Regions from separate parts of the Mus musculus genome. Here all the other regions are linked to region 2. Evidence: chromatin contacts called from public ChIA-PET, Hi-C and Micro-C data. All regions are on one chromosome and are shown on one strand. The core of a region is the stretch at or near the end of the contact, and the rest is flanking DNA. Distances in the headings are between cores, read along the strand shown.

What was found. Hi-C and Micro-C count contacts between places; a contact is called where the count stands out from the background. ChIA-PET counts read pairs in DNA pulled down with a chosen protein or histone mark.
Region 1: a Micro-C map of embryonic stem cells shows a contact between it and region 2, with 5 times the contacts expected there. The contact joins the promoter of Cdk19 here to the promoter of E130307A14Rik in region 2. A contact is called at or near these places in 2 of 39 promoter capture datasets (erythroid cells and pre-B cells), 3 of 484 Hi-C or Micro-C datasets (all in embryonic stem cells) and 1 of 115 datasets of contacts at active chromatin or transcription factors (effector CD8 T cells).
Region 3: a contact with region 2 is called in an RNA polymerase II ChIA-PET map of memory CD8 T cells, with 32 read pairs. The contact joins the promoter of Amd1 here to the promoter of E130307A14Rik in region 2. A contact is called at or near these places in 1 of 39 promoter capture datasets (pre-B cells), 3 of 484 Hi-C or Micro-C datasets (all in embryonic stem cells) and 1 of 115 datasets of contacts at active chromatin or transcription factors (memory CD8 T cells).
Region 4: a contact with region 2 is called in a Hi-C map of bone marrow-derived macrophages, with 17 read pairs. The contact joins the promoter of Fam229b here to the promoter of E130307A14Rik in region 2. A contact is called at or near these places in 15 of 39 promoter capture datasets (the 3T3-L1 cell line, 3T3-L1-derived adipocytes, the C10 cell line and 9 more), 2 of 484 Hi-C or Micro-C datasets (bone marrow-derived macrophages and embryonic stem cells), 4 of 115 datasets of contacts at active chromatin or transcription factors (bone marrow-derived macrophages, epiblast stem cells, large pre-B cells and 1 more) and 3 of 9 other capture datasets (adipose tissue, liver and pancreatic islet).

What each region holds. Positions count from the first base shown.
Region 1 is chr10:40,347,126-40,350,831 of GRCm38.p6, forward strand. It overlaps Cdk19 (cyclin-dependent kinase 19), which reads left to right and starts at 2,183. Exons shown (of 13, transcript NM_001168304.1): 1 at 2,183-2,596. The coding sequence starts at 2,469.
Region 2 is chr10:39,730,424-39,734,179 of GRCm38.p6, forward strand. E130307A14Rik (RIKEN cDNA E130307A14 gene) reads right to left here and starts at 1,584. Exons shown (of 3, transcript NR_038037.1): 1 at 1,315-1,584. Rev3l (REV3 like, DNA directed polymerase zeta catalytic subunit) reads left to right here and starts at 1,737. Exons shown (of 32, transcript NM_011264.3): 1 at 1,737-2,190. The coding sequence starts at 2,052.
Region 3 is chr10:40,300,882-40,304,431 of GRCm38.p6, forward strand. It overlaps Amd1 (S-adenosylmethionine decarboxylase 1), which reads right to left and starts at 1,307. Exons shown (of 8, transcript NM_009665.5): 1 at 868-1,307. The coding sequence starts at 977.
Region 4 is chr10:39,132,165-39,135,560 of GRCm38.p6, forward strand. Fam229b (family with sequence similarity 229, member B) reads right to left here and starts at 1,742. Exons shown (of 5, transcript NM_183254.2): 1 at 1,659-1,742; 2 at 83-214. Tube1 (tubulin, epsilon 1) reads left to right here and starts at 1,859. Exons shown (of 12, transcript NM_028006.2): 1 at 1,859-1,943; 2 at 2,042-2,115; 3 at 2,824-2,876. The coding sequence starts at 1,919.

The DNA.
Region 1 (3,706 bases), core at 933-3,432, 620 kb after region 2:
ATTACATTTCTTCTTAGCTCAAATGTGTTTGATAAGCAGTGTAGTGGCACCTACTTGTAACTGCAGAGCTTGTGAGTCTTAGGCAGGAGGAGCCTGAGTTTGATGGGTTAGTGTGATCCTGAAACAGACTAACAAACTTAAAAAAAAAAAAAGTTTTATTTATTTAATGTATATGAGCACATTGTAGCTGTACTGATGATTTACTTATTTAATGTATATGAGCACACTGTAGCCATCATATGCTTGCCGGGAATTTGAATTCAGGACCTCTGCTCCCTCCGGCTGACCCTGCTTGCTCCAGCCCTACTTAGTTTGGCCTAAAGATTTACTTATTGTTGTATCTAAGTACACTGTAGCTGTCTTCAGACTCAACAGAAGAGGGCGTCAGATCTCATTACGGATGGTTGTGAGCCACCATGTGGTTGCTGGGATTTGAACTCAGGACCTTCAGCTGGTGCTTTTAACCACTGAGCCATCTCTCCAGCTCGTGAAGAACTTACTACTTACAGAACAGTGAAACATAAAACCAACGAGCATGACTCACAGTTTGACACCTCCTTATTTGCTTGTCTTATCCATTCCTTCTTTCTAGCTTAATCTTGCAGGACTCAAACTGGTTGCTTTCTCCTAATGTATCATTTTGTGACCGGGGCGCAGGCTGTCCTGCCTGCAGCTTTATGGTCTCTGTTCTCTCACTTCCTCAAGGCCCTGTTCGTTCTTTACATTTAAGCTCATGGTGCTTTCTTCATGACGGCTACCCACCTAGCCTAACAGTCATCCTGCCGATTTTATCACTGTGCCTTGTGCCTTACAGTTCATATTATAGATGTACGCACGGGAGTCCTACACAATGAAATCGAAAGGCCTGATGATTGAAGCTCATGACATACAGAGAGGAACAAGAATTGGAAGTTTTAGTAGGTATTGGAGATAAATGAAGGAGAGGGAAGGAAATAAAGAGGAAATAACAAGTCGATTCTTTGTTTAGATGGTCTCCCCAGCAATAATGTTGTCTATGGATAGCTTAGCTGCCTTTTTGACACAGACACCTTATCAAATTTCCCTTTTAAATTTAATCTTGTTATAAAATGCTGCCTTTTATTTTAGGTAGTGGAAGAGAGCTGAAACGCGCGTGTCGAATGGATCTCAATTTCTTTTCGGTTTAAAAGCCATCAATATGCAGTGGGTCACATTTTTAGTAAGGCACTTTCTAAGTTCTTACAGTACTACTTTGAGGTGATGGGTTCTGAGCCTCAGACACCATAACGAATCAACGTCATGAGCAAGATAAATACCTTAAACCCCTAGGTGAGCCTCGCCATTACTGTAAAACACGCTTTACTACCCAGCAAAAACGATTGTTTTTAAAACGCTGCATTTTTGCAATCTTCCAAGCGCTTTAATTGTTCTCAGACAGATGGCTAAAGCTAGGCTACCGCACCCGCATATGTTAGGATAAAACCGACTAGAGCGCCAAGAAAAAGATGATTGGCTGTGGGCCGTAGAAGTTACACGGTTCCCCTAGCAAGAGCTGGGAAACCGCTGAATCTTCAGGTTTTGAAATACGGTTTTTGCATCGTAAAGAAAGAAGATTAACCTATCAGGAAGAACCGAGCACATCCAATTACCAATCAAGAGCGGGAAAACAGCCAAAGCCGGAGATAACCAGGCACCAAAGCGGACGTCACTCTTCAGTCTCTGCCAATAAGCCGAGGCAAGGGGCGGGGCAACCAGAGGATCAATTGCCCAAGAAAACAAACAATGTGTAGTACAACTGTCTAAACCCCAGTCCTAAGCTCCGGATGCGCCGGAATGAGCTCTAGAGCAAGGCTCTCGTGAGGTGCTTCCCGCTTTTCTAGCCTAATGACAGTCAGGGCCGGGTATCTACTTCCTAGCTCAGCAAAGGTGTCCTTCCCGCCAGCTCCCACGGGCTCGCAAAAATCCCGCTGCAACTTTGCGCTACAGTTTACAGGAACAGCAGTCGCGCGCTGAGGGGGTGGGGCGGCGGCAGAGCGCAGGCGTACATGCCTTGTGGAGGCGTGGCCCAAAAGGCCCCAGGAACTCTGGGAACTGTATTCCCCGCTCCCGAGGAGGTAGCACAACTCACGAGCCCTCTTGAACTACATTTCCCAGAATGGCTCGCGACCTTGGGGCGGGACGCTTGGTTCCTTAATGAGTTCGAGAAAGCCGCGGCGCGGCCCACCAGGTTCCAAAACAAGGAAATGAAGGGAGGAGGCGGGACTGTAGATGCCTGCGGGAGCCGCCGCCGCCGCCGCGGAGGAGGAGGAGGCGGAGGAGGTGGCTGCCGCGGCCGCCGAGGAGTCCCTTGCTGAAGGCGGACCGCGGAGCGGCGGGCGGCGCGCGCGCGCCCGAGCGACGGCTGTTGGAGAAGTGGAGCGGCGGCGGTGGAGGAGGGACTGAGTGGCGGCGGCCCCCGCGTCCCGGTTTCTCTATGGGGGAAGCAGACAATGGATTATGATTTCAAGGCGAAGCTGGCGGCGGAGCGGGAGCGGGTGGAGGATCTGTTTGAGTACGAAGGGTGCAAAGTGGGACGCGGCACCTACGGGCATGTCTACAAGGCGAGGCGGAAAGATGGGTAAGAGCGCGAGCGGGGAGTGGGCTCGTCCCGTCCCCTCCGCTGCGGAGCCCCGGAGGGCTGGGTGGGTCGGAGCTCCCGGGACGAGGCGGCGTGGGTCGCAGAGCGACGTCCCGGGGCTAACTCGGAGGCACTGGTGCTGCCGCCCCCCGCTGGCCGGTCGCGCCCCTCGAAGTCGTACGGCGCAGCCCCGTCGGGGGCGTCGGTCCCGCCTGGAGTCGCGGCTGCGTGATTAACAGCGGGCGGCGGGTGGAGACCGCGCCTGGAGGTGGAGTTTAGGGGTCTGGTCCCCGGGGACCCTCCGGAGGGCTTGGCTGAAGAGTTACCGGTTTGGCCCTGTGCTGGTGACGGTAGTGGTGGAACTTCCAATCGGCGCAGCGCCTTCCCGGGGCGGCGGTTTGAAAGCTCGCGGGGGCGCCTCCTGTCTGGTGGCGCAGCGCTTGGGGTCCTGGCTGGCCCCTTGGGTCTGACTTCCTTGCCAACCCAGACTTCATCTCTGATGTTTACCTGGGGACTTCCCGATCCTGCTCCCGATTCCCACATTTTAATATTCTGAATTCAGCACTCTGAAGGTGGACCCTGGAGAGAGATAAATTGTATATTACAAGATTTAAGTGTTCTCTGGTTGCTTATCTTTCCTGCCTCTTGGCTATCTTAGGTATAAGATATATCTTGGCTATCTAATTCCCCCCAACCCCCTTTAAGATAGGGTATCTGTGCGCCCTGCTTGGCCTGGAACGGAGAGATTCGCCTGCCTCTGCTAATCAGGTACTATCATTAAAGGCGTATGCCACCAAACCTGGTCCATTTCTCTTTTCTTCAGGAAGAAATCTTGATTTCTTCAAGTTCTTAGCCTCTGTCAAATGGCTGTGAGCTTTGGTAGTGTTTATTGAGAACCTAGACCACCAAGAACAGAAAACGGAGTGACAGGCTTGAGCCTGGATTGCCGTTTCCTTAGTTGAGGGGATCTGTAGGAATCTCTTGGGAAGTCTTTATGGATTGTTATATCAGTAAAAGACAAGTTGATAAAGCATCGAGAATGTCCCCTTCGGGCCGGTGGTCAGACTGGCTTGTAAGAGCTGGCCCGGTGGAACCAAACTTCAGGCCTGG
Region 2 (3,756 bases), core at 334-2,833:
CTCTTGAGGCAAATTTACTGTATTGATTAGTCTCAAATCACCCTAAGCATAAATTCATATTAACATTTGTTAGTATGGAACGCTGCGTTCTGCAATGTGTCCCTTTAAGCCTTTTGATTTTATGTGAAAATCCACAATTGACTGTGAACAAGGAGCTCTCACCCCACTCCAGATACAAGGCAATATAACAAGCAGTAAAATGCACCTGTATAATTTTTTAAGTGGGACAGAATGAACTCTACTTTGGATGGATAATGACTGTCAAGTGTCCTAATTTCAGTGGCAAATTTCAAAGCTGAAAACTGTAGTTTCTGCTTCCTATTACTTTAATCTTTTTGTTGGGGCGGAATTGGGGGGGGGGGCGGCGGCGACGACTCACCTGTGAAAAACGAGGCCTAAAAAAATCAAATTATTTGTCCGAGGTCACGCCCAGTATTAGTGACCAAGCCAGACAAAATCCATAGGTTCTAATTTAACATCCTCACCAGCAGCATCTGTTGCCCCCGCACCCCCCAATCCCTAACTGTGCCACTTCATCTCCTTTCTAGCTCCAAATAAAGTTGGTTTTTATTTTATGTCTTACCCCACCCCCTTTTTCTTCTGTGTCAACCCGTAGTAAAATCTTGCACTAAGAGTGAATGAAAACACGCCGACTTTTAGGAGCCTTTCCCTTTTGCCAACATTTTCTCTGAAAGGCTCTCGGGGCTCTCCGAGCAGCCGCGAGAGGAGTGGAGGGAGGGAGGTGAGTGGAGCAAACAAGTCTTTCCGTGTTCTCGCTCGTGCCGCGTGTGTGTGTGGGGTGTGTGTGTGTAGCCTGCGCGGGGGAACCCACAGTGGTTGTCCTAGTGCGAGAGGGGCAGGCGGTGGGGGAGTGGGGGGGTGGAGAAAACCACGACGGTGGGAAATCCCTGTGCTGTCGGTGTATCTGCCCAGCTTGGGCAAAGCTGGGCAGGGCCGCGCGTGAATAAATCTCCTTAAGTGGCCGGGCGCAGTCACTGCAGCACCGCAGAAGAGGAGGCGGGCGAGGCGGGGCGCGAGGCTCGCCCGGAGCTGGGGGGAGGGGAGGGCGGAGGAGGGAGCGAGCGCCAGGGCGGCCCTTTTATAGGCCGAGGCCCGCGCGCCCCCGCCCCTCGAGCTGGCCCGGGCTCCAGCTCCGCCGCCGCGTTACCTGAGAAGGGCCGGCACGTCCAACGCTCCGCCCGCCCGCTCGCTCGCCCGCCCGGCCCGCCCTCCCTCCTTCCCACCCTCCCGCTCGGCCAGGGCCGCCCGAGGTCTGTGCCGCGCCTCCCTTCTCCCGCTGGCGGCTTCCCTTACCTTGTGAAAACAAAACAAAACAAAAAATATCCTCTCCGCGGCAGCCCCCGCCTCTTCCGTAAGATGTGACATGGCGGTCGGCGAGGGGAACTCGGGAAGCCGCCAAAACCCTGCGCCCCTCTGAGCCTATCCATGCTATCGGCGCTCCCCGGGCCCCGCCGCAGTGACCCGGCCCACAGGCCGAATCATCGATTCCTCGGCGCGCGGCCCGGCTTCCCGCCAGCTTCTTCCCCAGCCGCGCGCTCCGAGCGGGGGAGAACCCCCTCCTCGTCCCCTCCCACCCCGGGCGCGCGCCCGCCCGCCTCCTCCCCCCCCCCCGTCGCCGCTCGCGCGCGCGCACACACACACCCCTCCTCCCCTCCCCCAGTGGTTGCGTCCGTGACATCATCATCATGGCAACAAGAGCTGCAGCCTGGGACCGAGGAGCCCGTGTGATTCCCGGCGGCGGCGGCCGTGGCGGCAGCAGCAGCGGTACCACCCGACCCGACGAACGCGCGAGGGCTTCTCTCCCGCTGCCTCTCGCCCGGAGCGTCTGAGGAGGCGGCGGCAGCACACAGCCTCCGCAGCCTCCGCGCGCCGCCGCCGCTGCCGCTCGTCCCGGCGTCCGTGCGAGGGGCGGGGGGGAAAAGCCGAACCGAGGAGGAAGGGGAGGAGGCGCCTCTGCGGAGCCCGCCGCCGCCGCTGCTGCCAGGTCGCTGAGTGGAGGGGAGGCGGTGGCGGTGGCGGCGGCGGCGAACATGTTTTCTGTGCGGATAGTGACTGCCGACTACTACATGGCCAGCCCGCTGCCGGGGCTGGATACCTGCCAATCCCCGCTCACCCAGCTCCCTGTCAAGAAGGTGCCGGTGGTACGAGTCTTCGGGGCGACCCCGGCAGGTAAGCGGGAGCGGGCGGGAGCGGGAGCGCGGGCGCCGGGTCGTCGGGGCTGCCCTCCCTCCGCGCACTCGCGCGCACGCCGCCGCCGGCGGCCCTCTACAGGGTCGCTGCGGAGTCTGCCCTGTTCTCGGCTTTGCTCGCCTTCTCTCTCGCGCGCGTGACAGGAGGCGCAAAAGAAAAAAAAATGTGGGCTCGCGTGAGCGCTGCGCCCCCCTCCGCGGCAGAGAGGCGGCGGGCGCCCGGTCTCTCCTTTGCGAGCGGCGAGCAGGCTGGAGCCCCTGCCTCGGTGGGTCGGGTGGCTGCGCCTCGTCCCCAAGGACGAGTTCGCGGGTCCTTAGAGGTCGGTCCCCGGCGGAGACCCCGGCCACTCGCTACGTGTCCCTAGTGCCCCGTTCGAGAAAAGGCTTTGAGGGCAGAGGCGAAGTGTCAGGCGTGTTGTCCGTCGCTCCCGGTTGCCTCTGTTCACCCTCGCTCTCCTCTGCCCCTGCCGGAGATGCTGTGGCTGTAGAAAGTGGCGCCCGGGGCCAGATAATTTTTCTCATTGAAGTGACCATGTGGCTCTTCTGTGAGTGCAGGTCGTGACTGCTTAGAGTTTAATGCCTCGACAGGGACAGAGCGGCATCCTCAGGTGCAATGCTTTCAGGAAATGTGCATCCATGGAAATAGGAACTACGTGTTTGTGTCGCCCAACATAAAATACTACACCTAATGGGGGTGGATTCGTTAGGAAACACAGCCAAGCTCAGCAGCATAGGCATTTTAAAATTCCTCTAGGCTGGGTTGCAGGGTTGCATTTTAAAAATAGATTAAAAAAAAAAAAGCCATTTTGAAGAAATGGTGGGGGGGGGAAATGACAAGCTATGTTCTGGAACACTCTTTGGGTTTATAATATAAATAGGTTAGGGGCCAGATATACAAGGTTTTGCGTTTTTATCTTTCAGTTTTGCGTCTTTTTACATGCTTTAAACTGTTAAGATGAAATGGTAAAGCCGTATTCTGGAAGACGATTCTTACCAAGGTATAGCCCTATGGGGTTTCAGACGGCATTTCCCACTTGATGCTCTTTGCCTTCGTCGCCATTCATCTTTATTACTACAGTCAGCTTCTGTGGACTACCAAGACAATACCATTTCCCAAAATACAGACACTCGTTCTAAGCTACTACCTTTTAATGTGAATTCTCTTTGTTAACAATGCCAATGACATAAATAAGGCTGGGTAAAAGACTCCTTTTTCAAGTAGAGTTTGATGCTGTGAACCTTGGAAGATCGAGAACCGGAATGCTGGTAACAGTTGGTAGAAAGTATAGCATTTGAGACGTGGAAGACTGGAAAATCAGAGGCATTATAATGTTCTGGAGGATAGGTTTTCTACCTTTTTAAATGCTGTGCTGCTGTCTTTGTTTTGATTTGGAATCTCAGGGTAATACACTGCCTGTTCTCCTTTCAGCTGCAGAGGATGATAGTGAAGTTGATTTTCAAGTTGTAGAGCAACATGCTAATAGGATATTGTTGTGGTGGTCCAGTTTGTATGGTGGTCGAGTTATAGGTTTTCCTGCTACACTCA
Region 3 (3,550 bases), core at 57-2,556, 570 kb after region 2:
CGGAGGGGCCCAGGAGCTCATTGGTCCGCCTCTCAATGAACCGGACCACGCCGGTTCCTCCGCCACTCTAGTCCCATTAGTGCGCTTCGGAGCACGGCGGAGCCCGGGTACCGGCCACCAAAGCGGGAGGCTGGTGTCACCGCCGCCGGGTCCATGCATCCTCAGTGTCATCCGCGCTTCAATGCTCGACTCTCCCAGCGAGGTCACTAGCAACTCTCCGCACCACCTCCCGTGTCGGGTGTGAGCAGGGGGCCCGCAGGTCTCCTTTGCTCCAGCTTAAGGCATTAAGTAAAATAGATCTTCGGGCTGACAGGCTTGTACCCCGGGAAGCAGGCAAACCCTCCAGCACCCCGCTGCGCTCTCCCGGACTTCGCCTCCGTAACAGGTTACACAGCCCAAGGTCAGGAGCCTCCCGGGCAAAGCCCGCGGAGGGTCCCGAGGCGCCCCGCTCTGCTGCAGGGCACGTCCGGGCGTCGGCGGGGCCCGGCACTGCGACACGGCCGCTCCCGCCCAATCCCGCCGCCCGAGCGAGCGCCACGCGCGGCCGCCTACCCCGCGGCGGGAGGCCTGCTGGTCGCCCCGCGGCCCAGGCCCACCCAGCTCGTGCTCCGCCCGCCCCTCACCCAGCCACACCTGCCGGAGGGCCGCGTGCCCCCCGCCGGAGCCCGTCAGCCCAGCCCCGCCGTCCGCCGGGGACGTTACCTGAGCACGCGGCCGCGCCGGCCTCCTCCCCTCCCCCAGGCGGCGCAGGCGGCCCCGCAACGGCGGCGGGAGAAGCCAGTTCCCGCCCGCCGACCTGGCCCCACCTGAGGCCGCGACTCGTGCCTCGCAGTCGGCGGCGAGCCGCCCTCAGGCCCAGGCACCCACCTTGGGATGGTACGAAGATCCCCAGATCCCTGGCTTGCGTCGGACTGCTGTCTGGAAAACCAGACCTCCAGCAGTTTCTCCGTCCCTTCGAAAAAATGTGCAGCTTCCATCACCGTGAGACTAGCGAACAACCAACAACCACAGAAAATCAACTAAATTAAATCTCTTCTCCCGCCGCTCCTGCCGCCGCTGCGGATTGTTCCAGCTGTGTTACTAAAGTTCAGGTTCCTTTTTTTTTTTTTTTTGCTATAATTTTATATTAACTTTTTTTTAAAAAAAGGACTAATAAAATTTTCCCGGCTATTTTCGTGAGCGAAAGTTGAACGTGAGTCTGTTGGAAATAGAGGCAGATACAGTTCAGTCTCTTGTAGTCCGCTGCTTTCCCGTTAGGAGAGTTGAGCGAGCGCTAGCTAATGTCGCCGGCCATACTGTGTAAGCGAGGGTTCTGCGTGAGCGCAGACCTTATATAAGCATCCTCCCCGACAGGCCAGGAAGTGACGCCATCGCCCCGCCCTCAGGGCCTCATAGGGACCGCTTCGTGTCAGTCAAACGTCGCCGAACGCCGGCTGGCTGGCGGTGGGCCCACGGGGAGTGCAGGGGACTACCAGCTTGGTTGCAGATGGAGCTGCCGCTGTCCCTTGAGCGGGAGACCGCTCTGTTGTCCGGCTGGGGACTTGGGAATCTGGGATTACTTGTGGAGCTGGTGGGGAGAGCGGGAGACAGGCGAGGCTGTCCCACGCTGCACACAGCTGGTTAGCAGAAAACAGGAGGGAGTCTGGAGGGGTGTCGCGGGGCTCGGCGGGGGCGGTGGCCACTGCTGGGTTGGCGTAGTGCTTTGATCCTGTGCGGTTTCTCGTTTCAAGCCGAGGTGGTTTTTGGCTTTTTAAAAAAAATTTTTTTAAACCATTTTTTCACGTGTTTCCACGAGACGAACGCAGCCTAGGCAATAAAATTGTCAGTGACGTACGTGTGGCCCGGGGTCGGATTGGAATGCGCTTTAATTCTGCTTGTGCTTTATCTGATGTGGGAATGAAGGCAGTTCTCCACGGGTTTACACAATAGCCAGAAGCGTCGTCTTCCTATTTCAAAAGAGAAAAGAGAAAAGCAACGTGGCGCCCAGCCTTGGAGGGCTCCGGCGCTATCTACCCCCCACCGTGTGCCTAGCCTAGCTTAGGAGTTGGCCGCCTTCCAGCAGACACCTATCAACCCGTACTCCATTAGGTCAACTGGTGGATATTTAGTTTGCAAAACTTCCTAGGAACTAGCTTTATTAAGTATAATACGAGGTTATTTGATATTTTTCTTAGGCTATTCTTAAAGGGGTGAACTAATTGAAAGTATTCCTCACAACCACCAGTACCACGCAAATTTACAAATTTGCCTAAAATTGCCTAAATGCCTAAAAAGGATCTTCGCGAGTATATAATAATAATGTAAATGGGTAGCAAAGAGTTTTCACTAATGATAATCTAAAGTATAAATTAGGGGTCAAATCCAAGTAGGATTTTGTTTTGTTTTTTTTTTCTTCTGCTATCTTCCTTTATTTATATTTGCAGTATGAAACACAAGCTCTGCACACATACTTGCACACTCACACCAGCCTGGGGGAGGGAGCTGGGACAAGGCCACTTTCTTTCTTTCTTTTTTTTTTTTTAATCTTAAGAAGCAAAAGATGTTAACAAAGTTATTAGTTACTTGGAAACACTGGGGGAAAGTCACCAAGCTCATAAAATTAAAAATGATTATAGTCACAAGACAAAGGGACCGTCTCCTATTATCCCTAGAGAAATCCACTGCAACTGTTGAAATTTGATTCATACATACCCTGAAGACGAGCTCTTGTCTTACAAGAGCATGGATTCACATGTCTCTATGAAATTTGTTGAGAAAGAACCCGTGTGATGAGGTAGATACGTATATTGCTTTTGCCATGTTTTTAAAAGCATCCAACTCAAACTAGGGATAAGGACAAAATTTAATAAATGCTACTTAGTCTATTATAATAGTAATTCAAGGAGGATGCGGTTATACTTGGAATAAAGATTAAAGGAATATTTCCGTGTTTTACAAGCTATTCAATTATTTGATGGTTGCTTATTGAAAAGAAGACTGCCTGCAAACCACCTCAAACATTAATTGTGGTATAAATATAATTTGGCTTGTAATTATTTATAATTAGTTGCTTTTTCAATTACTATTATGCTTTTTCCCAACCTAATTTAAGTTAACAAAAGTGCCAGGAATCTTGGCAAGGTAAATTATTGTTAAATACAGACTAACTTAACTAGCGTCAATGAATTGCGTTGTTTCTTTGTAAAATGTATAGTTTTTCTTAAGGACTATTATATGGAAGCTCAAATTAGTTGTACTTTTAGCTGAGGTAGTTAATTTTTGCTTAAATATTTCACAAACTTAGTATGTCCAAAGTTATTTATCGTCATTCCTAAACTAATCTCTCATCTCTATCTTTCAGTGACGAGAGAGAGAGAGAGAGAGAGAGAGAGAGAGAGAGAGAGAGGGTGCTCAGTTGTTAAGAGCAGTTGTTGCTCACATGCTGGCTTTTGACCATCTGTAATTCTAGGTCCAGGGCATGTTCCACCCTCTTCTGACTTCTATGGACACCAGCAAGCTTTAGCTGTACATCGTATATGCAGACAAACCCTCATACCCATAAAATAAAAAC
Region 4 (3,396 bases), core at 492-2,991, 600 kb before region 2:
AAGCTGTTTCTGCCATCTTGGCCAACCTAAATGTGCCTACACTGAGGTCTTGGTGTGACTGGTATAGAAGATGGCACCTTACCTGGCTGTGAAGCAGACACATCTGATTCACTGCAGACTGAAGTTATCGGTGAAACTCATAAGGACTTTCTTACAACTCCTTGCTGTTGCGTGGCTTCTGGAGAATGACAGGAACTACAGCATGGGCAGAGCTCTGCAAAGGCCAGAACACCACGGGCGTTAGCACCAGAATCTATAGATTCGACCTAATAACATCACAGCCCACATATTTGTCCATGTTTGGCAAACTTTGGAAACCCCAGATTTGGGGACTTCAATATTAAGACCCAAAGTGTCTGACTACCTTTATCACAGATTGCATGCTTACCAAGAAGCGGGTAAGAGTAAATCCAGCAATTTCTAATTTTTCCTGGCTAAAATCTGCCCCCTTAGTTACAAGAGATGTAAGACACCCAAAGAGAAACATGGAAAGGCCTCTGCAATACATACACCCCACTACAACGTCAAAATTCACATCTTTCAAAACTGTGTAATAACAAACTAAGCTGTATCCTGGCGGCTGAATAAGGTATTCTAACCAATCAATCAATTATTGTGGCTCTTATCATGTTATATATCATATTACATATCATGACAAATTAATAGCAAGTATAATTTAACTTTTGCTAAATGAAGATTAAAGGTTTTGTAGTTTCTCAGAATTTCTGTGGAAAATATTAACTTCATTAAAGCATTAAAGTTAGTGAGGGGATTTGTGTGTGTGCACACTTATGGAAACAAGATGTGAAACATGAAGTGTTTTCCTTAGTTATCCTTCATCTTACTTTGTAAGACATTGTCTCCTATTGAGCCCTGAATCTGACACTCACAGTTTCAGCTAGACTCTGTGGATCTCCCTTCTCCAGCCTTCCAAGCCTAGAGTTACAGGCTCCCAGATTTTTGTTAAGTGCTGGGGTCTGCATTTATGTCCCCGTGCTTCAGAGACAAGCATTTTACTGACTGGGCCATCTCTCCAGCCTAAATTCTTAATTTAGTTCTTAATTAAAGCCTCATTTAATTTGCCCAGTAAAAATTCAATTTCTGAAAAATAACCTTTTTTTCCCCTTTCGAACTTCGTGCCCCACCCCTGCCTTTAAAAAATCTCGTCTACATTGTTCATACATCAAATCAAACGCCTTAACTTTTAACCCATCTTTTCTTTTCCTAGACCCTTGTTCATTGAATATTATGGCTCTCCTTGTCAGCGCCATGTAATATTTTAGGTCATATCTTTTGAGTGCATCGAGTGTATCTTCAATGGCATTGCCGGCTGTTGGAAGTTGGATTTGTGTAGATGTTTTGAATTATCCAGAAATCTTAAGTTTGAAGAGTGCATCGCTTTGGCCTCTGAACTTAGCTGTGGTATTTGGTCGGAGTGTACCTAGCTTCCCTTGTTCCCAGATAAGCCTATTTGTCTGGGGTGTCTCTGTGTTCCTCCACATTCGTTTTCTGTTAGATAACGACACTAGCGGGCATCATCCTGAGAAATCGGACCCACTGTCCTGGCTGTTTAGGCTGTGAGCCTCTCAAAGCCCGTGATCAAAGTTAAAGTCCCTTATCTTAAATGCCTCTCTGAAACCTAGTTACCCGTCAGTTACCAGGGCCTCCGGAGCTGCAGATGCTCAAGGATGTTGACAGGGCAGCTAGGATTTACCTGCCGGAGGCCCAGTCGCTATGGTAACGGCTAGCCGCAAATGTGCTTGCGCAGAAGTCCTGGCCGTAAAGAAACAAGGGCATTACGACATTGGCTACTTGCGGCAGCGACGTGACTTAAGGCCGCCCCTCGTAGGGCGTCGTTGAGCTCGAAAGCTAAGGCGGGAGTTTGGGCGGGAGTGCTCCTGCTGGTCCTCCCGGCGGAATGACCCAGTCGGTGGTCGTACAGGGTGAGCTACCCCCGTCCGCGGGGACCGGGTCGCTGCGGAGCCAGTCACCTGGTTGCCTTCCTAATGCACCTCTCTCTCTTCCTCGCTACTGGCTGCAGTCGGACAGTGCGGGAACCAGATCGGCTGCTGCTTCTGGGACCTGGCGCTGAGGGAGCACGCAGCGGTCAACCAGGTACCCGCCCCTCCTGCCTGTCACCCGGGCCTGCCAGAGTTCACATGAGGTTTGGGGAGGGGTGCTTTGGATCCTGCTACGGGGCCCTGGCTGACCTGGGACTTGCTGTGTAGATCATGTTCTGGAATTTGCAGCGATCCATCTGTCTCTGCATCCCCAGGACTACCACTATCATGCCCAGATTACTTGGGCTTTTTAATCAGTACCATAAATTGCATAGGATCTTCTCATACCGGTCGTGGCTAGTTTCTTTTTAAACGTGTTGCTGTAAGTCACAGGCAGAAGGCACTTGTCAGGAGTTTGGTCTTAAGTTTCCCTGATCTTTAGCAGTCTCCTCCTCCTCCTCCTCCTCCTCCTCCTCCTCCTCCTCCTCCTCCTCCTCCTCCTGTTGTTGTTGTTGTTGTTGTTGTTTTGAAAGACAGTAGATGCTATAGATGAAAGCACTATAAAGTAGGTAAATACATCAAACGACCAAGAATCCCAAGAAATTCCCACTTGGAGTACCAGCTGTATAATCCTACAGGGTGTGCTTTTTTCATCACTGTTAAACTTAGTCAGGGGTTCTCTTGGCATTTTACCTTTAGATGTAATTGGAAGAGTCGACCTAGGTTTCTTTTTCTTAGAGCCCCTTCAGCGTTGTAGAGTTGCTACAGCTAAAAGGGTTTTAGAGAAAATAAACGTAAATGCTATAGTTTGTTTTGTTTCTAGAAAGGAATTTATGACGACGCTATAAGCAGCTTCTTCAGGAATGTGGATACCAGGTAAGTGGGTGAGTCTGTCTCCGCTTGGTAGGACGCCTCCTTTCCCTGTCAGCAGAATCTTAGAGGATAAGGAAACAGTTGCCAGCTAGGACGGTGTCTGCTGTTCTGATCAAAGCGTATTCTCATAGCCCATTTTCATACCATTCTGCAGAACAGCGCGCTTCCTTGATAGACTTCCGTAAGAAGCCAAAAAGAACCTTTAAAGGGACTCCCAGTAACTTTGAAAACCTGACGTTTTCACTGAGGGTGCCTGCCCACTATGGTATGAGTCTAGCGGGGGCCAGGTTTTGAAAGATTATTTTGCATATTACTTGCCCTCAGAGTATGCAGAAATGAAAGAGGTGGAAACTGCTCACAATGTGTGTTACTTTTCGTTTAGTGTAAGATACAGATGTTAGAATCCTTTTGACATTTGAGATATGCCTGGGTCTTTTAATGTTAAATCATTAAGTTTATCCGTTTTCAAAGTTCTCTATAAACCAGCTGTAGTGGACTTATCCTGACAATTACAATTAAATAT